2 separate regions of the Rattus norvegicus genome follow, and region 1 is linked to region 2. Evidence: chromatin contacts called from public Hi-C data. All regions are on one chromosome and are shown on one strand. The core of a region is the stretch at or near the end of the contact, and the rest is flanking DNA. Distances in the headings are between cores, read along the strand shown. Region 1 holds the start of Marchf2 (membrane associated ring-CH-type finger 2). Region 2 overlaps LOC102549242 (a long non-coding RNA gene).

Evidence for each region. Hi-C and Micro-C count contacts between places; a contact is called where the count stands out from the background.
Region 1: a Hi-C map of psoas muscle shows a contact between it and region 2, with 1.9 times the contacts expected there. The contact joins the promoter of Marchf2 here to the enhancer-like site in region 2. A contact is called at or near these places in 2 of 12 Hi-C or Micro-C datasets (Schwann cells and psoas muscle).

Annotation. Positions count from the first base shown.
Region 1 is chr7:15,205,666-15,211,818 of GRCr8, forward strand. It overlaps Marchf2 (membrane associated ring-CH-type finger 2), which reads right to left and starts at 4,193. Exons shown (of 5, transcript NM_001034108.1): 1 at 4,167-4,193.
Region 2 is chr7:15,008,154-15,014,501 of GRCr8, forward strand. All of the region lies in intron 3 of LOC102549242 (a long non-coding RNA gene), which reads right to left. Among named protein-coding and RNA genes, the nearest start is that of Adamts10, 23 kb to the right of the region's middle. Within about 2 kb of position 4,623, at least 32 of the 93 cell types and tissues checked have an H3K27ac peak or open chromatin away from gene starts, as enhancers often do.

The sequences.
Region 1 (6,153 bases), core at 2,943-5,442, 200 kb after region 2:
TCTAGTGCCTGTGAAGCAAGAGGGCATTAGATCCCCTGGAACTGGAGTTACAGATGGTTGTGACGACCATGTGGACACTGGGAATTAAAATCCAGGTTCTCTGGAAGAGCAGCCAGTGCTCTTAACTGAGCCATCTCTGTAGTCCCAACTCTCTTGATCTTTGCACCTTCATCTTCCAAACACTGTCATTTTGGAAATACCATGATGGTCTATGTAGTTCTGGGCATGGAACCCAGGGCTTTGTGCATGCTAGGTGAACACTCTACCAACTGAACTACATCCCCAGTGTGCACGCACGTGCCCTCCCCCCGCCCCACTTCTCCCACTTTCCTTTCTCCCTCTCTCCCTCCCCCTCCTTCTCTCTCACTCTCACTCTCTTTTCTTGGTGACAGGATCTCACTAAACAGTTGAGGCTGGAACTCCTGATCCTCCTACCTCTGTCTTCCAAATACTAGAAGGTGAAAGACCTTAGAATTTATATAAACAAGTGTGCATTACAAGAATCATCACAACTCCTTACTTTACCTACTGTTAAGGGGGGAAATCCACCAACATTAGTAAATTTGCTCACATGTCCTAAATTGTAACATAGTAACAACAATGCTGAGCAGAGTAGCATATGCCTATGATTCTGGCACTCTAGATACTGAGGCAAGAGGATCAACAGTTCAAGTTTAGTTTGGCTACAGAGAGCTGGAGGCCACGTGGGGCTACGAGAGACCTTGCCTCAAGAAAACAAACCAAACATCAGGAGGTAAAGGCATGACCTGATGTTTGGTTTGACCTGAGTTCTAGTCCCAGAATCACGTGATGGAAAGAAAGAACACACATGCACACAGTCACACACTCACTCACTCACTTGCACATTTAAAAAACATAGTAATAGCAGCAAAAAATGTATTAACCACTGCATACTAAGGCTGGGGTAGTGGCTCAGTTGGTAGAATGCTTCTCTGGCACCCACAGAGCACTGGGTTGCTCCCCATGACATTATAAAACAGCACGTAGGGTATGGGGGTACACACTCGCCATCCAAGCACTCGGGCAAGAGGATCAGAGGGTCAAGGTCATCCTCAGCTATATACAGAGTTTGAGGACAGCCTGGGCTATGTGAGACCCTGTCTCAAAAATAAACAACACACATAAAATAGTAGATCATCAAGCTATCTGCCTAAGTTCAAACCCAAGGAATTGTTCTGAAGTGTCTCCTTCGAGGGTCACATTCCTGGAGAACCTCTCTCGGACCACTCCAGCTAAAATGACACAGGCATCCACACAGTTCACTCATGGCATTGGGTCCTCTTCTGAAATGTTTTCTCTGTTAATGGACCTACCACACCCATCTTCATGCTCTTCGATAAATTCTGGAAAAGAGGGACCTTGCTGGACATTTTTTTTCTGCTGTCCCCAGCACCTAGCCCTAGTTCCAGCGCAGAGTGACTGCATGTAGCATTGCTGCATTCATTTCTTATTCCGACACTGTAAGTGATTGGGAGACATAAGTCTCAGAGGCTGTCCTGCCAGTCTCTATAATGAGAAAAAGTTCTAGGGCTACTGGGATGGATTTCATCCGGTCTTCACAACAAAACTATGGCACAGGTCCAGTAATTAGCCTCAATGATTGAAAAAGAGACCACACTTCAGAAAGGGATGCCTATTTATTCAAGGTCACACAGCTAGCAAGGGGCAGTGCCAGGATTTAAACTAGACAGTGAGTTGTCTGGTCCTCAAGAGACATTAGGGGTTTTGTTGTTGTTATCTTGTTTAATTGTATTTGCTATTAATTTTATCATGTTTTATTAATTTCATTTTACATGTATGAGTGTTCTGCCTGCATGCACATATGTCCAGTGAGTGCTTGAAAGGACCAGAAGAGGGAATCGCATTCCCTCAAACTGGAGTTACAGACGGCAGTGAGCCACCATGTAAGTTCTGGGAACTGGTCCCAGGTTCTCTGCAAGAGCAGCAAGAATTCTTAACCAATTCCAGCTCCTAGTTTTTGTTCCTCTGTTTTTTGAGACAGTGCTTCATTACATAATCCATACTGGCCTTGAATTCTTAGTGATTCTCCTGCTTCAGCCTCCTGTGTGCCAAGATTGCAGGAATGTATCATTGCACCGAGATTCCTTTTTTAGATTAATGTATTTAGGGTTTTTTTGGGAGGGGGAGGGGATATGCCAATAGGGAGTAGGAGTAAGGGTTTATTGACAAGCATGTGGGCACCTTACCAGTGGTTTCATCACTGAAGAAAATGCTTCTTCCTCCCTCAGCAACCATAAGTTGCCTATAGAGTCTGAGGAAAAGGTAATATAAGTAACACCTGGCCCTCAAATAAATAAAACCTCTGCCACTGAGCTACATTCCACCCTTTCTTTTTCACCTAGAGTCACATAGACTTTATGACTATGTGATTCTGGTTATACCCATCATGCAGCAGGCATCCTGCCTCATCGGCTTTGTTCTCCTGAGAGCTTAGACTGACTACAGGCATGTGCCACCAAGCCTAATACCGGGTTTCTTTCTTCCTTCCTTTCTTTCTTTCTTTCTTTCTTTCTTTCTTTCTTTCTTTCTTTCTTTCTTTCTTAAAGGCTGGTAAGATGGTTCCTTGGGTAAAGGTGCATGCCACCACCAAATCTGATTAGGAGTAGAGAACTGAATCCCAAAACTGTCTTCTGATCTCTACATATGCTAGAGTGGGTGAGGGCTCACAAACTACACATAAACAAAACAAACAAATGGACAAATGTTAAAAACACAATTGTGGGTTAGAGAAATGGCCAAGTAAATAAAACTATTTACTGCTCTTGCAAAGGACCCAGGTTTGGTTCCTAGTACCCATGCGGTGGCTCACAACTGCCTGTTCCAGTTCCAGAGGATCCAGCACCCTCTTCTGGCCTCTGAGGGCTCTTACATAATAGACATAAATTCACAGAGGCACACATACATTTTAAAAAATGGTATGGTGGCACACAGGTTTAGTCCCAACACTTGGAAGGCAGAGGCATTGGGATCTCTAAGAATTCAAAGCCAGCCTATTTTCCATAAGGAGGCCCAGGGCAGCCAAGGCTACGGAGTAAGACCTTCTCAAAAATAAAATAAAAATAAAACAACCAAACAAAACCAAAGCTGCACAAAGTAATCAAGCCAGGCCTTGAAGTCTTCCTGCCTCACCCTCCAGAGTAGCTGAGATAAAAGGCCTGTACCACCAAGTTCCATGGTCTAGGCACTTTAACCTGGCTCTGCCACTGATATTGTATGCTCTGGTTCAAGTTAATTTACTTTTCTGGACCTCATCCATCTCTTTCTTATTTTAGGGCGTGTTTGTGTGTGTTTTGGTAAAAGCAGGGCCTAGTGCATGCTAGGCAAGTACTGAGCTACACCCCCAGTCCACAAACTAAGTTCTAATTCCAGAAGTTCTACTTCTTACTTGTTGTGTGGCCTTGGGAAACGGCTTTAACTTCCCTGAACTTCAATTTGCTCATCTAGATGGAAGGAATTACTTTTAGTACTTCACCCTCACTAACCACATAAATTCTGTCTACAGAGTTTTTTTTAAAGTGTTTTCAATTGTATTTATTTTGTGTGTATTTATGCATATGCACGTGGGTGTGCCTATGGAGTTGAAAAGACAACTTTTTGTTGTCAGTTTTTCTTTCACCATACTGACCTCAAAATTGAACTCAGACAAGCACCTTGACCAGCTGAGCCATCTTGGCAGTCCCTGACTACTGTTTGAAAAACAACATTTTCAGTACAGTGCACTGAGTAGCTTTTTGTAAAGCTCCCAACTCTTTAAAATGTTAATAATTATCCAGACAGAACCGTTATGAAGAGGGTTTCAGAGTGGCATTAGCCACTTTTGACCACCTACTGTATACCAGGCGCTTTTCTCATCAGCCATCTCCTAAATCAGGTTGGCTCCGAGATGACCCACTTTTCATAGATGGGGAAGTCGAGGCTCACAGAGGTTCCTACTACGTGGCGAGGCCCGGAGACCTCTCACCAACGTCGAAATGATAAATAACTGAGGTGCCTGCGTCCGGAGCAGGGATAAGGCCAAGGGTGCAGCCCTGTCTCGCCCGAGTACTCTGCCGGGGCCTCGAACCCGAGACCTGGGAGACCTGCCTACATACTTGGGCCAGACCCGCTCGCTCTTCGGTGCCTACCTGTTCCGCGGCCGGGCCGGGCGGCCGCGCAGGCCCCTCGGTTCTCCCTGGCCCGGGTCCCGGCCCGGCCCGGCCCGTCAGCAGCGGCTTGCTCCGGCTCCGGCGGGCACCTGCGTCCGGGCACCGCCCGCCGAGCCGACAGCACAGCGAACCAATGGAGACTCCCTCTGAGCACCATCTGCCAATCAGCGTACACCTCCCGCCCAAGGAGGTGGGGCCTTCAAAATATTGGGACGTCCTGGGCGGTCCAGGCCAGCAGCTCCTGGCTCCGCCCCTGCCGCGTTCTGGCTCCGCCCCCAGAATGGGCCCCGCCTCATCCCGGCTCCACCCCCATCCCAACTCTGCCAGCAGATCGCTAGAGCCTGCTGCAGAACAAAGACACGCTTAAGTAAACAACTTGACGCTTGCCCAGTAACTTCTTTCCGCTTCTTTTTTTTTTTCCATTTTTTTAAAAGGCATTTTTAATGTAGATCAGGCTAACCTCAAAACCACTTTGTAGCCAAGGATGACCTTGAGCCTCAGATCTTCTGGCCTCAACTTTCCCAGTGCTATCGGGGAGCTAGAATGGAATCAAGTTTTTCTTGCGTGCTAGGCACAAACAGTAGGAACTGAGATACATTTGTCACATTACCCGATCCTAGGGTAAGAAGAAAGGATATGATCACATTTTGCAAAAGAAAATCAACCCGAAGGGGTTACAGTTCTGTGGGGGAAACTAAAGCCATCATCACTCATTCAAGCAAGCGATACATTCTAAAAATGGAGCAACACATGGTAGAAAGAGCTGTTGAGATGGCTCAGTGGGCAAGCGCTCTTGCCTGGCAAACATAACGATCTGTATTAAAATCTCCAGCATCCACATAAAAGAGCTGAATGTGGCCTGGCACTCCTGTGACCTCAGTGCTTTAGATGGTGTAGGCAGGAAGGTGGCTGGGGTTTGCTGATTGCCAATGCAGCACTAGTTTCAGCTAGACATCCTGCCCTAATACAACACTCAGTACTTGCCTTGCCCTGGGTTGTACACAAAGCCCTGGATTTGGTTCATGCCTATATTCTCAGCACTCAGGGGGTTCAGGGACATCCTCAACTACACAGAAAGTGAGGCCGACTATATCAAGGAAAACAAAAAAAGATCAAAATTCTGTAAGAAGCATTATTACTAGCAAGTGCAAGGCCCTGGGTTCGGTTCCCAGCTCCGAAAAAAAGAAAAGAAAAAAAAAAAAAAAAAAGAAGAAGCATTATTACAGTCCAGGCTTGTGAAAGACCCTGGGGGCATATTAACTAATATAAATATTGTGAGACAAACATTAGCGGTTTTTAATCACTGTGTTTGTTTGTTTGTTTGAGACAGGGTCTTACTATGTAACCTAGGTCCTGCCTCCCCCTCACAAGCATAAGATTACAGGCCTATGCCACCACAGTCCCACTTTATCAGTGTGAATTATTATTCTATTGCAGTACCTGTGGTAGAGGCAGAAGCCTGATCTCTAAGGTAGGTGCACCACAGAGCTGCACCTTAAGCTTCATTTTGTTGGTGGTGGTGGTTGAGGTGATGATGGTTTGGATTGGCTTTTCGGTAGAGGGTTTCATAAAGTCCAGTGTGGCTTTGAAGTGTATATTCATCCAAGAATGACCTTGAACTCCTGCTTCCGAGTTCTAAGTGTGGGCACGGCCGGCGTGAGTCACCGTGCCTGGCTTTAGTGACATGTTTTTTAAGTTGCCAACAGAGTATGAATATATCGGAAACAATGTAGAGTTGCTTTTGTTCAATTTCCACAGCAACAGTAAAAAAAAGGTTAAAAAGTTGGGCGTGCTCCTGGGCATATACTGAAAAGATGCCCCAACATATAACAAGGACACGTGCTCCACTATGTTCATAGCAGCCTTATTTATAATAGCCAAAAGCTGGAAAGAACTCAGATGTCCCTCAACAGAGAAACAGATACAGAAAATGTGGTGCATTTACACAATGGAATACTACTCAGCT
Region 2 (6,348 bases), core at 3,373-5,872:
GTGCCTTAAAAACTACTTAATCTGTTACAAACAGCTGCATTAGAAGTCTTGATATGTGAGACTTCCGTGTGTCTCAAGGGCTTCAGAGGCTCTGGGAAAGCCAGCCTATCATCACTGACCCAGAACCCTCTCCCTCCTCTTATCTGTTCAGTTTGCTTATCTCATACCAGCTACTACCCTTCTTCCTTGGTATTCCAGACTCTGACACTTTAACCTTTAGTCCTCCTTTTAATCCTAGTTCTTACTCTCACCGCAATATATATATAGAAAATTTCAGTTTTCGTCATGGGTTCTTTTTCCTTATTATCCCCATTTTAGAGATGAGAAAAATGGGGCACAAGAACACTACATTCTTCTAAAATTTGTATATCGGATTCTAATTAAATAGCCATGTTGGACTGATGCTAATGTTGACACTGGTTATCTGCGAGCCTGAGCAGGGCTTTGGGCATTTGTGTCTCTTTCCTCCCTCACTTGCAAAACATAAGAACCTAACTATATTAGAAGTTCTTGACTCAAGGCCATGTCAAGGTTCAACAGGTACAGCACCTGCCTAGAATTCTCCACAGAGAGTCTAGAGGTGTCTCTTGGTGGTCAAGTGCCTTTCTAGAGTCCACAGCAAGCATCTGGGGCCATGGCTCTAGAGTGAACACTTGTCTAGTTTCTGTAAAGCCCTGGGTTCTATCCAGGAATTATTTGGGGGAGAAGTCTTAAATCAGAATGAATTTCCTTGATGAAACTGAGGAGTGTGCATGATACCATTTTCTTGTCTGCAAAATCTTTTATATTTTAAATATATTTGAGGGACTGGGTGATTAGATTTTGGTGGATTTCAATGTGAGAGGTAACCCTGAAACATTAGAGAAACACTGTAATGGCGGTAGACATGAAGCTGAGACAGAGAATTTGCCTAGTGTAGGCCAAACTTTGGGTTCTATCCCAAAGGACACACGTCCAAAAAACATCAATTTGATACATCTAACAAACCTCCAGCATGCATGATAGGGTGGGGAAGAATGAAGGAAGGAAGAGAGGGAGTGAGGGAAGGAAGGATGGAGGAAGTGAGGAGGGGAAAAGGGGAAGGGAAGGAGGGAGGAAGGGAGGGAGGGAGGGAGGGGAGGGAGGGAGGGAGGGGAGGGAGGGAGGAAGGATGCGAAAAGGGGAAACAGGAGGCAGGCCAGTCAATACTCTCTCAATGGCCTTGGCACATACCAAGCTTCTATTCAAGCTCATACCAAATTGTATCACACACTATGCAGGAATCAAGCAAGCCTTTCTATGAAGCAGCTTATGTACAATTCAATCCCTATTACTGAGACACACCACCCACATTCCTCAGAACACCACCTTCCTTCCAGACTTGAGTGTGACAGACATCTCTAAAACACCCCACACCCTCGTCTTAGAACTAGACCAATTCTGAGCTTGTCCAACTCATCCTGACCAGCCCACGGGTGCTTCATTCTTTTTTTCTTTTTTTAATTTTTTTTTATTGCTTATTCACTTTACATCCTGCTTACTGCCCCCCTCCTGGTCACCCCCTTACAATCCTTCCCTCATTCCCCACTCCCCTTTTCCTCTAAGCCAGTTAGGCCCCCCTTTGGTATCCTCCCCAGCCTGGTACTTCAAGTCTCTTCAAGGCTAGGTGCTTCCTCTACCACTATGACCTGATAAGGCTGCCCGGATAGAACATATCCCATGTACAGGCAACAGCTTTTGGAATAGCCCCTGTTCCAGTTGTCTGGGACCCACATGAAAGTCAAGCTGCACATCTGCTACAAATGTGTGGGCAGGCCTAGGTCCAGCCCATGCATGTTCTTTGGTTGGTGGTTCAGACTCTGAGAGCCCCAAGGGTCCATCAGAAAGGCTAAGATCAAAAACTCAAGAGATAGGGCTGGAGAGATGGCTCAGCGGTTAAGAGCACCTGACTGCTCTTCCAGAGGTCCTGAGTTCAATTCCCAGCAACCACATGGTGGCTCACAACCATCTGTAAAGAGATCCGATGCCCTCTTCTGGTGTATCTGAAGACAGCTACAGTGTACTTATATATAATAAATGAATAAATAACTCTTTAAAAAAAAAAAAACTCAAGAGATAGCACATGCTAGCAAGGATGTGGAGCAAGGGGAACACTCCTCCATTGCTGGTGAAAGTGCAAACTTGTACAACCACTTTGGAAAATCAATTTGGTGGTTTCTCAGAAAACTTGGAATAGTTCTACCTCAAAATACAGCTATACAAACCACTCCTGGGCATATCCCCAAACAGTGCTCCAACATCTCACAAAGATACTTGTTCAACTATGCTCACAGTAGCTTTAATCATAATAACCAAAAACTGAACAAAACCTAGATGTCCCTCAAGTAAAGAATGGATACAGAAAATGTGGTATATCTACACAATGGAATACTATTCAGCTAGTAAAAACAAAAACATCATGAATGTTGCAGCAAACGGAAGAAACTTGAGAATATCATCCTGAGCGATGCTTCATTCTTATGTAAACTCTGATAGAACTAAGTGGTGGGGTCCAATAAAATCATATCATACAACAGGTCTCAGGTGGGAGCTTAATTAAAAGGGTGGGGGACAGAGGATGCCTGTGGGGGGAGAAGGGGAAGAAGGGGTGGGGAGAGGAAAAACTCAGCTTTTTATGGGGGCCACCGTGCACGTGCAAGAAGACAGGCAGCGAGGGCAACAATGTGTCTTCTTGTTCCCAGGTCCCTGGGGAACTGGCTAGAAAGATGCCTGGTTGCTGACTGAGCTAGAGACATAATTCAGAGTTAAGAATGCTGCCTGCTCTTCCACTGTACCCAGGGTCAGCTCCCGGTTTCCAAATGGAGGCTCACGACCCTCTGAAACCCCACCCAGTCCCAGAGCACCAGACCTGCACAAGGACAAAACAACCATACAAATAAAATAAGATTTTTTTAATGAAGAATTATAAATTATGGAGATATAAGAAAGCAAAGGAAATGGACCCCTCACATCAGTTTGAGAAAAAAGAATCCCAGTGAAATATTTGGTGTGAAGGCTGATGACACAGAGTTGATATTGCTTTCATACATAGAGATTCCATATTAAAATAACAATAAGCCAAGCTCAATCCCTAAATACATACAAGCTTGGGCAGGGCCCCATTCCTTTCCCCGGACACTGCTTAAGAATGTTTAAAAAACAGAAATAAATAAATAAATAGCCAAATTCCTGTCAATTTTGCTTGCAGTAAAAACATCCCTGGGAGCCAGACTTTACCTTATCAATTATGATCCTATCAGATGACTCCTAAGGCCCACCCAGCTATAGCAATCCTTTAAAGATATCGCCATCAGATTCTCAATGTGGAGGGGTTTGGTGGCACACACCTTTGATCCCAACACTCAGGAGGCAGAGGCAAGTGAATCCCTGTGAGTTCTGGGCCAGGCGTAGCTAGTGAGAAATCTGTCTCAAAGCTGAAACAAAGCAACGATGGGCTAAGATTCCCCAGCGAGGAGCTCATGCCCATCCGTAGATGGGTCTTAAGCTCCCTGACTCCTCTTTGAATAGCCGCACCCCTTCTCTCAACATTGTCTGTTTTCTGGGTGTTTCTCTTCCTCTTAAGCCTCGTGGGTGCAGCTATATTTAGGAATCTTGGGTTGGTAAAGGTGAATCAGCTAAGTTCCTGAGTTGAATTCCTGGAACCCATGAGGTAAGAGACAACCGACTCTTGAAAGTTGTTCTCTAGTCTCTATGCGTGCTGTGTGTTGGGTTTCAGACCAGGGGATGAGTGCCTGAGGTACCTATTTAACAGGAGGCCAGGTCCTCCCAGCATCCCTCAGTTACAGGAAGTGGTATCTCCTATTACTGGGTATGGCTGGCATTCTTGCCCTCTACCCTGAACTTCCCAGCCCAAGGGAATAAATGAAATCTTTATACGTATACTTTTACTTGTTATTTTTACAGTGTGCACGAGAGGGTCAGAGAGACAGGGACAGAGGCAGGTGTAGGGAACAGGGGCAGTTTGTAGAGTTAGTTCTTGCCTGCTACCTTTTTGTGCATCCCAGGAATTGAACTTCGAAAGTCAGGCTTGGCTACAAGCACACTTTATCAACTAAACCAGCTCACCAACCCGTGTGTGTGTGTGTGTGTGTGTGTGTGTGTGTGTGTGTGTCTGTCTGTCTGTCTGTCTGTCTGTGTGTAACTGTATGTATTTAAATTAAATCCCAAATCTTTATAAACTGGCTAGTCCCAAAAGTCTTATCTGATTTGCAGCCACAAATCTCAGTTTGGTCTGAGTGAAAGTCCCTGAAGTCTATGAAATCTCAGTCTGCTGAGGATAACATCTAGGGACTTGTGCCTCCTCCTTCAGCTCACCAGCACCACCACCACCAAAAAAAACCACTAACAGATGATTTTTTGATACTGACCCGGGATTAACTGCTCCCTTTGTCTCCCTGTGTCACTACCTCAATCTGAGAGCAAGCCCTGATGTTAGTACTGTACCAGCCCCTGTGCCGCCTGCAGACTGGACTCCTAACCTCACTTGGTCTTATGCCAGCTTGCCAAGGAAAAGGCCTGTCCGGTGTCCTCACACAGCCATTGACCTTGGGTGTCCTCAGTGAGATTTCCCCATCTCTCAACAGCCTGTTTAGCTCTAAGCCAGTCATAACACTCTTGGCTGTGTTATGCAAGAACTGTGCAAGTTTTTCCTGCCAGCACTGGAATTCTTTGTCAGGCTAGATCTTACTGGAGGAAGCTAAACAATGTCAGAACCCTTGGAATGGTGGGATGTCAGGGAGGGCACTGTGTTTTGGAGGAGTTATGGACCTGCAAGCAATTGGATGCATAAACAAGGCTGGTCTGGGGGAGAATGAACAAACTGGGCTGGTTCCCCCCACCCCGCCAAAGACAGCCCCCAGGAGCAGGCAGCAGGCAGGGACTTAAGCCAAGATGCAACCATGAGAACAGAGGCCCTGGGAATTCACAGACATCTCAGGGAGGGCACTGGGCTCCCTCGCAGGCAGGCCGTGGGAGAGAGGCAGGCGCCAAATCTCCAATTGACCCTGGCTTGATGGCTGGGTAACATCTGCTATACAAAAGAGCTGTCTCCAGCCAGAAAGTCACAACCTCAGCAAGCCTTTCGAACACCCAGCAGGGAGGGTTGGGGTTAAATAGTGTTAAATTCTTTCTTGAGTCCTGGGCTTGGCTACACATCAGACACACCCCAAAATACACAAGTCTACCACACATAATGATAACCTAATATTTCATGCACGCTCAGTATACGCCAGTGAGCCATCACTTCATTTTTTACACTTCTTTATTTATGTAGTGTGTGTGTGTGTGTGTGTGTGCGTGCCTGTGTGCGTGCACATACACGTGCCACGGTGCATGTGTGGAAGTTAGAGGACAGCACAGGGAAGTTGGCTCTCTCCCTCCACCTTCTAGATGCCATGGATCAAACTCAGATCGTTAGGTTTGACAGTAAGCTCCCTTATTCACTGAGCTATCTAACTTACCTTATATGAATATTACAGTCTTTATAAGGTAGTTCTGCACAGGAGTTATTCACATAACAGCTTAAGGGGTTAAGAACTTGATTCCTGACCTGTGACATGGGACCCAACAGGCAAAGACACTTGCCAACAAGAAAGACAAACTGAGCTCCATCCTAAACCCACCTGTGGAAGGAGAGAACTACTCTTAAAATTGTCCTTTGACATCCACCCCTCTCTGTGTTTCTGTGTGTGTGTGTGTGTGTGTGTGTGTGTGTGTGTGTGTGTGTGTGTGTGTGTGTGTATCCGTGTGTCCTCATAAGCCAGAGCCATCAGAACCCCTGGAGCCAAAATGGGCCCTCTGCAAAAGTGGTGCTTCTAACCACTGAGCCATCTCTCCAGTCCCATTGCCATTGAACAGCCAAATAAATTCCTGCCCTGGGGGCTTTGCACTTCTTTGTTTCTCTACCAAGAATGCTCCCACCTCCCCCTCTCAGGCTCTGTATAAGCACCATCCTCATTTCCCAAGAGTCACCTCTCCAAGGACTGAAGCCTAAACTGCAACCCCTGTTCTCGTACAGGTAGATGGTGCTACCACCGTCCAGCATACTGCACAGATAATCTCAAGGAGAACAAAGGACAGCTTATTCTGGAGTCATATTGTGCCTATTCACATTCATAACCTGGATATGGGGACCGCATATCCAGACTACCCTGAATTCCATATTTTAATGTTATAACAGTTTAATGAAATCCTTATAGTGTAAAACGAAGGAAATCATGAATCAGGAGTGTTGGGATTTGTTTTGTTTTTGAGGTCTCACTGTAGCCTTGGCTGGCCTAGAATTCCCTCTGTAGAGGCTGACCTTGAATT